Regions from separate parts of the Zea mays genome. Here region 2 is linked to region 1. A link is a contact called in public Hi-C data. All regions are on one chromosome and are shown on one strand. Each heading gives the region's core, a stretch centred on a gene start, on an enhancer-like site or on the middle of the called end of the contact. The rest is flanking DNA. Distances are from core to core; before and after follow the strand shown.

Evidence for each region. Hi-C and Micro-C count contacts between places; a contact is called where the count stands out from the background.
Region 2: a contact with region 1 is called in a Hi-C map of ear, with 2.5 times the contacts expected there. The contact joins the promoter of LOC100383477 here to the enhancer-like site in region 1. A contact is called at or near these places in 3 of 25 Hi-C or Micro-C datasets (ear and leaf).

The regions. Positions count from the first base shown.
Region 1 is chr1:149,306,342-149,308,905 of Zm-B73-REFERENCE-NAM-5.0, reverse strand. No RefSeq gene overlaps it. Among protein-coding and RNA genes, the nearest start is that of LOC103639397, 55 kb to the right of the region's middle. Within about 2 kb of position 1,280, at least 14 of the 20 cell types and tissues checked have an H3K27ac peak or open chromatin away from gene starts, as enhancers often do. A contact at or near this core is called in ear and leaf, where this site is marked.
Region 2 is chr1:149,413,168-149,415,731 of Zm-B73-REFERENCE-NAM-5.0, reverse strand. LOC100383477 reads right to left here and starts at 1,293. Exons shown (of 8, transcript NM_001176125.1): 1 at 749-1,293; 2 at 20-376. The coding sequence starts at 1,114. It overlaps LOC103639408 (a long non-coding RNA gene), which reads left to right and starts at 784. Exons shown (of 2, transcript XR_559418.2): 1 at 784-1,353.

The DNA.
Region 1 (2,564 bases), core at 31-2,530:
GATTAGTGAACAAGTTCTGTTAACAGAGACTGATCTGCTCTTAACAAATATGGAGAGAAAAGGGGGTTGAACAAGGAAGGTTCAGTCAAGTAATGAAGTTCAGGGTAATCTGAAATATCTGCAGAAGATCTTTTCTCCCTGCGATGTTTCACTTTTGTGTAAAGGTGGAGATAGAGATGAGGTGAATAGCAGGGGTGTTCAAGACTTTAACCAACACTAAAATTTCCCAAGTGAACTAGAAGACATCTACCTAGGCAGCCTTATCTGCTGTGCTCGGTGGTGGTAAAAATCTACCATGTCTATGGCCTTGCTGTGCTCCTAAGCCATGCGTAGATTCTTGGAGATGAGCCACGCACTTGCGCTCATGCAGGTGATAGCCTCACCCAGTTAGGGCTTGTTCGGTTCTACCCTAATCCATATGGATTGAGGGGGATTGAGGGGGTTTCAATCCCTAGTAAGTCAAAATCCCCTTCAATCCATATCAATCCTCTCCAATCCATATGGATTCAAAATAACCGAACAAGCCCTTAGGCATCTCTGTCCATCCTCTGAACCCAGCCATCAATTGAGTCGGCTCTGTCCATATAAAGGATAACCGGGGGGAAGGGGAGTAAAGGAGAGATCCTTGCCATTGTCATAAGCTGCTGTAAGTGATTTTAACACAGTATTGTTGCCTTCACTTCCCCAAACTATACCCGGGAAACACTCAAGCCTCTGGCCAAGTAGCTCCGCGTGTCTGGTGACCATGTCGCCGACGTCTCAACCTCGCGTGACCAAAGTGGCCTTTTGGTCATTGCTATTCTGAATAGCTTGGAACGCGAGCTCGACGCCGCGTATTAGACCCATGAACTGCACCTGTGTCGACCGACCAATTCCCACTTGTCTTGAGTCGGCTCACATGAGCATCGTATACTACATGAACTACTAGTGCTCCCCATTCTATTTGTTTGAGCTCCACGGTGTTGTTGCCTCGGGAAAACGTTTGGGTTAGGTCGTTAGGTTATAGGTGGGTTGATGCAGTGCCTGTTAACTAGGTTCATGCCCCAAAATCATTCGGGTTACGTTAGGATTGCAATTGAAGAGTGTTTAAGAGAGTGCCCAAGCTTCGCGCCACCATGACTAAGGTTTATCTTCGTTAACACCGCCGGCCGGGCTCGGGGACGGGAATTGTGAATATGAAAGAATCGGGGGGCAGAAGGAAAAGTGTCAGAGAGACATAGAAACAAGACTTGGGCTCTTTCCAAATTGTTTGAATGGCCAGGGGCCTCGGTGTAAATCCGCCAGCGCGGGTTGCGGGCGCGCACAGTTCTGCGTGGACTTGGGCCAGTTGGGCCTATTTCGACCCAGTTCTGTTATAGATTTCTCCTTTTCTTTTTGCTGACCACTTAGGAAATGTGTGCAAAATTGTAGAAAAATGGAAAAATAATGAAATCAATTTTTCTAAATTCCTAAAATCAAGTAGTATTTAATAAAAATAATTGCAAGACTTTTATTCAAACTCTGAATTATGTAGCATTTAAAGGTGCTTAGACCAAGCCTTTTAGAATTTTAGAAATAGTTGAATAATTCCAAAAATCATAAAACTTTTTGGGTAGGCTTAATATGATGATTAGAGCCCTTGAGTGAAGTTTGAAATTATTTGGACATTGTTTGACTAGAAACCCAATAACTAGTCTCAAAGGATTAATTACTTAATACTAATCCTAAAAAAATACCTAACGAGAAAACCTTAGTGATTGAATTGTACTGTGAAGGAAAGTTGTATTCAAGTTGCAACTTATTATAATTCTATTGTGTAACTGCATATTTATGACATAGCATAAGCATTCATATACATGTATTATCATGTATAGAACACGAGGAAGAGACTGTAGTAGAAGAAGAGGTTGTCTCCTAGACTGAGAATCCTCCAGCGGAAAACAACTTTTACTTCGACATCTGCAGTGTGGAACCTGAACCTCCTGCAACACAAGGCAAGACCTGGTGCATTATCCCTTTTCCTTGTTATTTTAAGATCTTTATCACCTTATATGATGCATTAGGTGATAGGAATTGTGTGATAAACAGTTGAAACATTTCCTTCCTTGGAAAATTGGTTACCATTCCTTGTTGCCTGTTTTAAACAAGTTTTCTAATACTTAGTCTTGCTATAGAAAACAAAAGGTTTTGTTTTGAAAAAGGTGATGGTTCACATGGGATGGGAATTTTGACAAAGAAAAGAATGATGATGGTGGATCCATCATGGCCGTGATGGGTTCAACATCTGAAAAGAAGTACCTCTGTCAGGTACAAAACTTTTGGGTTTAAGTAATAAAGATGAGACCGGGTGGGTGCCTTACACGAGAAGGGAGTCTTTGTGTAGTGTCTCCGTCTGAGTTGCTTAAGGACCAAGCCGATGTAGGCCTGCTGTTCGAGGACCATTTAACTAGCCATATGCCTCATCATGGGTAAGCTTTGCCTCGGTCGGACCAATACCAGAAAAGCTACCACACAATGGGAGTGGAGAGATGGCAAGAGTAGTGTTTACCCTCCGTGGCAAGAGACTGGACGGTGGAGTATCTATG
Region 2 (2,564 bases), core at 44-2,543, 110 kb before region 1:
CCAGAGATGGAAAGATGACCTCCAGTTGCCGAAGGCGGTCTATCAAAATAGAATGCTGCTGCTGCTGAGACTTTATATGATTGTGCAGTTCCAGTAGCTCACTCATCATAATAGATTCACACTCCCTGACCACTGCTTCACACAGACCCTCTTGAAGCAGCCGTGCCCTAAGCTTCTCAGAGGACAACATAATATCTGCCATAGAACCAACATCATTGCTAGTCTGTGACCGTGGGAACTGATCCTTCGCTGCCAGCAATGCATCTATCCACGCATTCCTATCCTCCTCAGTTTCACACCTCAAATGTAGTGTCTTTGTTCCACTGAATATGTACAGCCTCTTATCATCAGACTTGCTTGCACGAATAGACGAGACCTGAATACCACAAAAGGAAATTCCTGTAAAATTGAGTAATCTATCTTGCTTCCTCCAGCATTGTGCCAAATCATTCAGATAATTCCACAGTGATGATCGATTGTAGCATTATTGCATTAAACTAAACGTGATGCAAACATATACATATCTGCGACCAGGTTTCCTACCACGGCCTGTCTTCAATTGGGAAAACTCAAAATGAAAAGTACAATGAGCGCCAATCCTCCACTTGTTTTTTTTTTACCTTAAGCACATTTACCCGAACAATATTCATGGCTCAATCATCACAAGAAAAATGCGGCTTCAAAATTTGACTTCTCAATGCCGGAACCAGCATGCCAGAAGAAACCGAATCGAATGGCAGCACCGTACCTTGAGGTGTATCACGCCAAACGGCTTCCACAGCTTTCCTGCCCCCGCGGCCACCTCCCGCGCCTGCTGCACGGCACTCCCGTCCCCGATCACTCTGGCTGCAGCAGCAGCGGGCGACACGGCTACCCCCCCAGCACCAGCTCCGCGGAGCTTGTAGTAGGATAGCACCCCATCCTCGAGCACGAACCACCGCGACCGCCACCCCTTCCCATAGTTGACCCACTTGTGCAGCACCCCCACAACCGCATCCTGCTTTGGGGCCGGCGTCGCCGGCGGTGCACCAGCGAGGATGCGCTGCGGGTGCTCGTGGAGCTGATCCGCAGCGTGCTCGAGCGAGACCGGCGCGATGCAGCATAACGGGTTCATCGCGACGCAGCCACCAGCCCGCACGATGTGGATCGGGGGAGCCCGCTCCCCACTCAGGAGGCAGATGCCGCCTTGTGGCCTCGCTCGCGCCCGCCGCCTAGGTTTCGCACAACCATGGAGATCGGCGCCGCATCGGCTGCGCGCAGGACATAGCAGCAGCAGCGAAGTGGCTGTCGGAGTACTGGGCGGCGCAGTACCGTGGAGTACTGGCGTTGGCGGTGTGTTTTGATGGCGACAAGGTGTGTTTGGTTCGAAAAAACTTTTATTTCTGCGGAGTTTCTAATTTTTTAACTCTCAATCTATGAGATGAGTCAACAGATAATGAAGTGCGTAATTAGAATGGATTGAAATAAAGAAAACCAGATAGAGATTAAATGACAGATCTATCACGTAGTAGGTTGTCAGCGTCAATGTGAAGCCACCAAAGAACCCTAGCAGCCCCAAGAACGGCACGGCGATGACAACCAGAGGTGTCACACACTGGACGCACGATAGTGAAGATACATATGTAATCAGATCAGTTAAATGCGTACGTTGAATTAGTGTGTACACTTACCAACATAGAGTGAGCGTAGTGGCGGACGTACAGGGTATGCAAAATTAGTGAATATTTATATATTATATAATAGTATAGGTATGTGCCCGTGCGTTGCAACGGCACACAATCACGGAAACAGAAAGATAGATTTTTTAAAAACTACAAAAAACATATGATCTTTCTACATAACATACAAAATCTAGATAGAAATGAAAAAATAATGTAAACCTCAACTATATAAGAAGCATAAGAGAATAAATGATAGTAATTAGTAACACTATATAAAACAATTAACAACATATGTTTGTCAAGCAAGCGTATGAGCAGAGCTAGCACTCTTCTAGTAGGTGCATCCGCTCCTCGCCTACTGTTGCGAGTTGGATTTCCTAGAAGTCGGCTTCAGGTTCATGTTCACCATGTCCTCCTACTTCACTCAGAGCATCTCCATTCCTAACAAGGACACGACGATCTTGCGGAACAGCAACGACACCTGAACAAATGAGCATGTGTACATATTTTACACAATGTTCAGTCGACTTTAGGTGATGATGACATTCTTAAGGACCTATGTTATCAACCTAGCCCTGTTCATCCATCTGTTGCCTCAAGTACACATCTGAGCATAGGTTCTCCTAGCTGTGGATAAAAACGAAAAAACAACCTTAACCAATTAAAGGATTTAGTAGAGAGAAGTAGGTCAATATGTCGACGTAAAGTAGAACTCTATCTGCTTGAATAGATTGACACGTTCCTCTTCTACGTCAGGTTCAGGTTTAGGTTGTGGCTCATGTTGCACCTGAAAGTAAGGATAAGCAGTCAACGAACCTGAGCAAGTCCGCTAGATGCTACAAAATTGAATTTCATATAAAGCTTCCCTCTCAGCTAGGTGATAAATGATAAGCTAATAACCAA